Regions from separate parts of the Gossypium arboreum genome. Here region 2 is linked to region 1. A link is a contact called in public Hi-C data. All regions are on one chromosome and are shown on one strand. Each heading gives the region's core, a stretch centred on a gene start, on an enhancer-like site or on the middle of the called end of the contact. The rest is flanking DNA. Distances are from core to core; before and after follow the strand shown. Region 1 holds the start of LOC108453678. Region 2 overlaps LOC108453111 (PWWP domain-containing protein 1).

The links. A called contact is a pair of places that touch in the nucleus more often than the background predicts.
Region 2: a Hi-C map of leaf shows a contact between it and region 1, with 4 times the contacts expected there. The contact joins the enhancer-like site here to the promoter of LOC108453678 in region 1. A contact is called at or near these places in 2 of 5 Hi-C or Micro-C datasets (both in leaf).

What each region holds. Positions count from the first base shown.
Region 1 is chr5:27,466,366-27,470,787 of ASM2569848v2, reverse strand. It overlaps LOC108453678, which reads right to left and starts at 2,364. Exons shown (of 2, transcript XM_017751930.2): 1 at 1,769-2,364. The coding sequence starts at 2,230.
Region 2 is chr5:27,594,632-27,599,474 of ASM2569848v2, reverse strand. LOC108453111 (PWWP domain-containing protein 1) reads left to right here. Exons shown (of 3, transcript XM_017751039.2): 3 at 1-2,058. The coding sequence ends at 1,698. Among protein-coding and RNA genes, the nearest start is that of LOC108453111, 5.5 kb to the left of the region's middle. Within about 2 kb of position 2,959, at least 2 of the 2 cell types and tissues checked have an H3K27ac peak or open chromatin away from gene starts, as enhancers often do. A contact at or near this core is called in leaf, where this site is marked.

The DNA of each region.
Region 1 (4,422 bases), core at 1,115-3,614:
ATACACTCAACATTGTGTCCTGTATCTCTCTTCAAAACCCGTCAGATATGCCATTTTACCACATATTTATGCCTTATTCAGGCATACTTTGTGGAAGTGTACCAATCTTTGGACATTAATAGCAACAATTGAAATAAAATATATCACTGCAAGTCTATCTCAAACAGGCTTTACCATGAACTAGGTTCTTTCAAAAATCTAGCTGAAGGGAACCACAAAAGTTTTGAATTCACTCCAGATAAATTTTATCATTGTATAAGTAATAGTTCATGTGAAACAGCAGCAACTAATCTCACAAATGGCGATAAACATTAATGCTCCGTTTGGCTACTAGTGTAATAACATTAGTAAAAATCTTATTTATTACATATGTATTACAATAGTTAAACATAAAATAAAAAATAGTTAATACAAATTTAAACTTGAAATCAGAAAGATAAGTAAAAACTCTTGTAAAAAATAAGACTTCTTCAAAATAAACGAAATATTTTCCATTCCCTTTACTAAAAAGAATTCATGGGAGTGGATAACTAGTACCAATTGAATTAGTTTACTGCTAACTCATATGCTAAAACATATGTAAAAAATAATACTCCTACCAAACGTAGGATAAGAGTGCTAAAGGAGTAGGTTCAGACATTGGAAGGCTGAGTGTTTTGCAAACATCCAAATGCAAGCATACAAACAATACTTCTCTTTTTCATACACAAACAAAATGCATACACATATATATGTGCATATATAACTATAAGGCTTCTGTGAATTTATAGGAACTTATGAAAATGCTAAGCAACTGTATCTTAAAGGTTGTGCTCTTGAGCCATTATTGTAAGCTCTACTTCAGAATGAAATATTATCTCCATTCATTTATTTTATCCTTTACAAAACCCTTAGTACAAAGACAAGCAAGCTTATTTCCAGTGGCTATAAAAACTCAAAACTTCATATCACTTCGTTGGTAAAGGAAAGTTCATATCACTGGGTACAATGAACATTCACATATCTAGATCATCGGTACTGTTTTGTTTTTCTTCTCCATCTAAAACCAACAAGTTTTTAGATTTTCCATCCCGAAACAATCCAAACAACCCGCAACAGAAATAAACGAATCACAGTCCAACAAGGAACTAGGCTCTGATTCATTGAGGACAAGTGTTTCATGTTTTAACAATAACAAGCTCAGTTGAAGAGGAGTTCAAGAAAAGCACTAGGTTCTGGACGAACAATAATATAGGATCTATGACATCAACTCATTCACACAAGAGGCTATATTTAATGGGCTTAATTAATTGCCTACATACATGGATGACAGAGAAACATATACTATAATCATAAAGATGACAAATAGCACAAAGCACCGATAGACAAATATTAAACCCGAGCCCTAAAACAAAACCCAATTTCTATGCTTCCTTTGTCTCATTAACCCCATATCTTACCAAACTCTTCTTCACATCTCTACAGAACCCATTTTAAATTGAGTAAAAAAAAAAAACAATATCTAACAGGATCATCCAAACAAAGACATACAATTTCTAAAGTAAAACAAGCTGCTAATATTTAGAAAGGCAAGATACACCTACAGAATCGGATATTCATAGATATTAAGAAGATGACGCCATTCCATTGCCTAACATATTAAAATGATAAGGCATATGACACCTTAAATTGAGCTTTAAACTATCTCCTATGGCCTAGCAGGAAAGTGGTGAACTACATAAACAAAAGAAAAAACCTTAAAATGAGCAGAACCCCGTAATGTATTTACCGTTCTAAGCTGACCAAACTGCTCCTTGTCGTTTAAAAACTGCTTCATTTTATGGGTTCTGGGATTATGCACCCACATGGTACCGTCCATAATCTGAACCCCGTTTTCTTCACAAGCCTTTAGAATCTGATCAAACTCGGCCACGCTCAAGGCGACGGGCTTCTCCGTGAGCAGATGCTTCTTTTTCTGAGCCGTCAAAACAGCCCATTTGAGGTGGAGGCTAGTGGGTAAAGGCAAATAAACGGCGTCGATGTCGGGGTCGTCAAGAAGGGACTCGTAGGAGCCGTAGATCTTGGTGTCAGGTGGGAAGCCATTAGCCTTGGCGAAATTGGCGGCTTTGTCGAAGGAGCGGCTGGCAACGGCGGAGACAGTGGCGTTAGGAGCAAGCTGGATAGCTCGAGAAACTTTGCGGGCTATCTCGGCACACCCAATGATTCCGAATCTGATCGGAATACCAGCCATCGTTTGGCTCTCAGGAAGAGAGAGATGATCAGAAGGATACTATTTGTAGTCAGTGTACCGCAACACCGATATTGTTATCCGACTTCGTATTCGAGTTTTTTCGCCAATAAATAGTGATATTTAAATACTAGAATGTTGTAAATTATCTTTTAAAAGGAAAATATAAAATTAAATTAGAGTAATATAAATAGACATTAGTCTTTGATACTAGGTGTATTTTTTATTTCCCATTTATAGAAAATTATTTGGTTGTATAATAAAATATAAAAAATAAATTTTTTAAAATTATTTGTGAAATAAAAATATAATAATTCTTTTTATTATTTTTAATTTATGAAAGATATATTTCCATGAGCCGAACCCTCAAATGCTTTTTTTTTCTTCTGAAATATTATTTTTCCTTGTTTAACCAAGCTTAATAAGCAACTAGTTGGTGGTATGTTTTGATTGGAGGGTAGATTGTTTATAATGTCATTGTATTAAGGGTAGTGCATATGATGCCATGGAAGCATTATGTATGGGTGATTAAGAACTTGTACAGAACAGGTTCATTGTCTATCCAATCCCACTGATCACAAATTTGTTTTATTAGGCTGGAGATACAGCATCTGCAAGGCGGTATGATTTGTTTGAGCTGCATGCTCCCGGCTGAATTTAGAATTTCTTCAACGAGCGACAAGATTTTAATTATAATTTTTCATTAAAAAATTATAAATTTATCATGTATTCATCATCTTTTAAGGTATTAAATAGAAATTTTTTATTTTTAGGAGGGTTAAAATGTAATTTTTTATATATTAATTTATAATTTTCTATTTATAAGAGGATTGAATTGAAAATTTTTCAATTTAAGAAGACCAAAATATAATTTCACTAAAATTAATTTATAAATTTTCTATTTATAATAAGACTAAATTGATTTTTATTTTATTTTTGAGAGGCCAAAATCTTTGTCTCCCCATCCTAAAATTAGTCTCTAGACATATGATTGTTTAAATTAGATTAGATCAATCGATCAGATTAAAAATTAAAAATTGTAAGGAATTAATTCAAAATTGATATTAAATTAATTAAATTAAATTTTTAAACATCTTTTATTTTATAATCTTCAATAATTTATTAAATTAAACCATACAAAATCACTAATTTTCTCATGAGCTTACCCGAACCATATTAAGGCTCTAGTGGCATAATTCTATTTAAAGTTTACAAACATATATTACAAGAAGTACAATTATAATAGTTATTATGTGTTTTGAAAATTGAAATTATGGTTATTAAAATAGTTATCGTTATTAAATTATTTTAAAGATTATAAAAGGAATTCCACAGTAGCCGATTAACAAAACTTTTTAATAATTTCAGTGATTTAAATAAAATTTACTATAAATAATTAGATTATATTACATGGGTGAAAAAATGATATAATAAATTTATAAAAATTTGAAAAATTTTAATTAAAATGGTAAATTTGAGATAATGAATATAATGATGTTTTAGACTTTATTTTTATTATGTGCATGTATTTTTAAAGATATAATTACTTATTTGGTGTTTCCAACTTTTTAAAAAAATTAGTTTTCAATTTAATTTTGTATCTGTTTTAGTGTTTAAATTTATCTGTTTGTCAAATTCTTTAAAAATAGATAAAAAATATTTACATTTGTTAATTTTATACATGGATTGTCAAGTAAATGTCAAATCAATAATTAATTAATTTTTAAAATTAATTAATTTTAAATATATAAAAATATTTAAAATATATATAAAAATACATTTTGATATTTTAATTTTAAAACATTAATTAATTACTAACATAGCATACAAGTAGATTGCCACATGAATGCTACATCAGTAAAATCAACAAATATTAGATTTTTTTTATTATCTATTTTAGATAATTTGATAAACAATACAAGTTTAATAGCTAAAAAATTAAATAAATGATTAAAATAATTTTTTCATAAAATTGAATAAAAGAATGCTTAAGGATTTTTAGCATTGTGAGTCAAATAAATCATTATAAATTTTTAAACTTAGTATAAAAATATAAACAAACAAAAATATCTTCAAAATAATATTCCTTAAATATTAAAAATAAACATTTTTGTTAATTTCATAAAAGAATAAATTATTTTAAATTAAATATAAAAACTAAATTAAATACAATATGCAGAAAAAAAAACCATAAT
Region 2 (4,843 bases), core at 1,710-4,209, 130 kb before region 1:
GATATAAAGCGCCCTGGTGGCATGACTGCTGAGGGTGGGGTGAAGAAAGTGAAAAAGCGCTCCTCAGCTGATATAGGTGTTGAGAACTCTGCTTCGGTGGAGAAAAAGAAGAAGAAAAAGAAGAAGGAGACTGGTTCAGAAACAAACTCTGATAAACCAAAGAAGCCTTCTCTCCTTGGAAAAGATGGGGCCAAATCCGCACAGATTGGTTTGGGTCCTAGAGAAGAGTCTCAGGCGAATCAGCTGAAGAAAGATGTTGATCCTACTCATTCCTCATTCAATTCTGTTGGGGCTTCCACAACCATTGGTGTGGGAAATTCTGGATTTGAACTTGCACAACTACTGAGTGATTTGCATGCTCTGGCTCTTGATCCCTTTCATGGTGTGGAAAGGAATAGCCCAACAATCGTTAGGCAATGCTTTTTGCGATACCGGTCACTTGTTTATCAGAAAAGTTTGGTTGTGTTACCAACATCAGAGATGGATTCTACTGAGCTTCGTGCTGGTAAACCTCCTTTGGTTGGAGGCTCTGACAACACCAAGGAGAATGTTAGAGACTCGACTCCTTCAAAACCAGTGAGACCCCTTGCAAGACCTGATGATCCAACAAAAGCTGGACTGAAGCGTCTCCCATCTGATCGTCTAGAAGAAATTGCTGCAAAGAGGTTGAAAAAACTTAGTCAGTTGAAATCATTAGCTGCAGAGAAGAAGGGCAATCTGAGGGCTTCGGAAGCTCCAAAAGTTGAAGTTAAAGAACAGCCAACTACAGGGCTCCCAGCAAGACCACCTAAAAAACCAGATTCTGCAAGGAAAGTGGAGTCTCTACCTAGGGCTGTTGAGCCTACAATGCTGGTTATGAAGTTTCCTCCTCAGGTATCACTTCCATCAGTTGCAGAATTGAAGGCAAGATTTGGACGCTTCGGCTCATTAGATCAGTCAGCTATCCGTGTGTTTTGGAAGTCCTCAACATGCCGTGTTGTCTTCAGACACAAGATTGATGCTCAGGCTGCATATAGATATGCTAATGGAACCAACTCCCTATTTGGCAATGTGAACGTGAGATACCATCTTCGAAGTGTGGAAGCTCCTACAGCTGAAGCACTAGATTCTGACAAGGCACGAGGAGACGAGACTGGCAGTGAAACCATACGAGTTAAGGATCCTGTGGTTGAAAGACCAGCAGCACCGGTGGTTGCACACCAGCCACTTCCACAAACGACGGTCCAGCTGAAGTCCTGCTTGAAGAAATCAACAAGTGAAGAGGCAGGGCAGGCAAGTGGAGGTAATGGAGGTAGAGGTACAGCGCGTGTAAAATTCATGTTGGGTGGGGAAGAAACTAGTAGGGGAGATCAATTGATGGTTGGTAATAGAAACAACTTCAACAACAATCCCAGTTTTGGTGATACTGCTGCACCTTCTGTTGCAATGGAATTTAATACTAAGAACATTCAAAAGGTCATTCCTCAATCTTCGTCTTCGTTTCCTGTTAATCCCCCTATTCCTCAATTTGGGAAAGCCCCCACCGAAGTGGCTCCCAGAAATGTTCACAATCTTAATACTCAAACCACCACCCTACCAGCTAGTAGTACAACAAGCATGGATATTTCACAGCAGATGCTAAGCCTCCTGACAAAGTGCAACGATGTCGTAACAAACGTAACGAGCATGTTGGGCTATGTGCCTTATCATCCTCTTTGATTAAACAAAGGGCGACCCAAATAAATGTTGGATCAAAATCGAAGAGATGATACCGTTTCTCCCCAATGCTGCTGCGACGAAAGCATGATTCTGATTTTCGCAGCAAATGTACCACAAGTGCGACGGGGTTTAAAGAGAGTGCAATCGAGAAAATCCCATTTGTGGGTTTATAATTTTATGTACTCTTTGTTGGAAAATGTATTGCTGGGTGCTTCCAGTTTGTACCGGTTTTCAAAGTCCCCTGTGCTGTCTTTTTATAGCCTTTCTACTTCCCCCTCCCCCCAATTGAACTGCTTGTCTGTGTTTTCTTTTTTTTGTGACGAGTAATGAATTAGTAAACGTGTCTTTCTTGTGTTCTAATTTCGTAGGTGATTTCATTCAACTCGTACAACAGATAAATTACGAAAGTAAATGGACACAAATATCTATATGTACTGTCCAGTGGTTAAATTCGAAATCAAATGACAATTGGCCAACCCGATTTTCAATATTGATTCTTGCATTTATTCAAATTTTTTTATCAGCTTGCTTTTATTTTGAAATCTTCCTTACCAGAAAAAGCATTATCCAAACTAGAAATGGTGGGACTATATTTCTTATAGTTTGGTGCATTTTCTTAAAATCCAAAAACATAGATTTAGATAGGAAAAGACGAATCACCTCATGTCCCACCAAACAAGAGTAGACAATGATGTGAATCCATCTTATTCCATGCTTTCAGCATTGTTGATATGCTGGTTTGGGTTAGGTAGGCTGGGCTTTGCTGGACAATGCTCTTACAAGAAACTAGGATTCGGAATTGGGACGGATAATGGTAAGGCAAAAGCAAAGAGCACAGCTATTAAAGGTTAAAGGGGGGTGATGTAACGTACTTATAAGATCTTTATACCTGGTTCCAGGGCCAGTTTTTCACTTGGCAATCTCAGACTGCTTGGTAGCGTTATGTCAGAGGGCTTACTCTAATGATGACACTTGATCATACACTGGTTGCTTGGCCCTTTTAGAATTGGATTGTGGCCTGCTTATATTGTTCTAACACCTTTATCTGTTTAATTCTTTTTGGAATCAGTCCATAAGCTCAAGCCGTGGAGAATTCAATATTATTGGGCAATCAAAATAGGCACTGAGCAAAATTTTAAAAAGTTTTATTCTTTTCATTAAAACAAGGTTTACGCCCAGTGTTCTTGAACACTTACATCGTTATAAAAAGTAAACAAAAAATGAAATCTAAAAATTAGAGCACTAAAATTTAAGGTGTGTAGAACAGTAACGAGTATTCTTCAGTATCCAATAAGCTCTTCTATTTTAACAAAAAATAGTAACGAACTAACACTCATCAAGTAATGCACGAGGGAGGAGTTATTGTTCGGTACAGTTTTAAAATGTTGCCAGTGCATGATATACATAGCCCTCAAAGTAAGGTTAGTCAAAATGTTGCTGAGCCCAGTTCTCGTGCACGCGAACCCTCCTTTCCATAAGGTCGTACAAACCCAATAAATTATTATCATATAGACAAAAGGCAAAAAGGTTTATCTAATGGATGCGACATAAAGTTATTTTGAAATACCCTTAATTTTCAACAATTCTCCATATATTTCATAAAAAAAAAAAATGGAAAGCCTATTGTAGAGTTCTTTGTTGATTATGGTGTCTTCAATGAATAAAAATTCTATCATCTAAGTTAAAATTCTCATTAATCATATTATATTCATAATTTTGTTCTTCAATACAGTTGTGCACTAATAAACCATGTATGCACCTAGATTTTAATGATTACTTTAAAGACTTTTTTAAAAAATATCATAAAAGCGAGCTCACTTCACACTCATATAAATCAATTCATCAAATGTATATTGTAGATTAATGTGCTACCTATAAAAGATACGAATTTTAGTAAGAGTTTATTCATCCTCACTTTCTTTGCAATTTTAACACTATTTACACTATAGGAATAACATGATTTTGTAGTGCTCAAAGAATAAACTAATGACTTGTTAGTCATATGAACCTAATTCATAGTAGTGCTCAAAGAATAAACTAATGACTTGTTAGTCATATGAACCTAATTCATAGGATCACAATCTCATAACCTAATTCATAGGATCACAATCTCATAGATTAGGTTACCAACATTGTTGTTTCCCTTAATGTTTCATTTATTAGTTTTTCTTCCTACATGTATAGTTAGAGGATGGTCCAAATTCACTTTTCACTTCACATAATCAAGGGATATGACTTCATTTTTTTGCAATTATTTTATCACATTATGTCTCATAGAAATATGTCTATTTTTACCATTGAAACTTTTATTCTTGCAATGATTACTGTCAATTAGCAATCACAATGTAATGACACAAAAGGTATTGGTTTTGTACCAAATGAAATATTTTTTAAGAATTTTTTAACCATTCAACCTCCTTACCCACCAACTCTAAAGTAGTAAATTATTATTTCATGATAGAATTAGTTGCCACTACTAAGGGTGAACAAATCACCACTAGTAGATTTTGCCTAATTTGAATTTAGATCTAATTAGCATCACTTTATCCTTCCAATATAGTAGGAAATCCACTAAACTAAATAACATAATTCATAGTACCTTTTAAATATCTCATTAGCTAGACTAATGCTCATGATTTGGACTATGTATGTATCTGTTCAATCTACGTACAATATATGTTATATTATGTCGAGTAAAATTTATTAAATGCATCTAACTTTTAATGATATGCTCATATTTAGATAGAGCAATAGGGTCACCTCTATTTTTTAATTGAGTATTAGCATCATAAGCATTCACTAATTTGACATCAAAATGTCTAATTTTTCTAAAAGTTTCTCAACATAATATTTTTGTGATAACATTATATTATCACTTTTCCTTATGATTTTAGCACTCAATATAACATTTGTCTTACTCATATTGTTCATGTCAAATTTAGAAGCAAGAAAACACTTTATTTCAAATATTAACTCATAACTAGTACTGAAAACAAGCATATCATTTGCATACAAGCATATGATCACACAGTCACTACCAATAAATTTTGTATGAACATATTTATCTGCTTCAACGAAAAAGAAATGATGGCTTGCCATGTAGCACCCCAAACCCGGCCCAGAAGTTATGGCCGGATCCGGCATG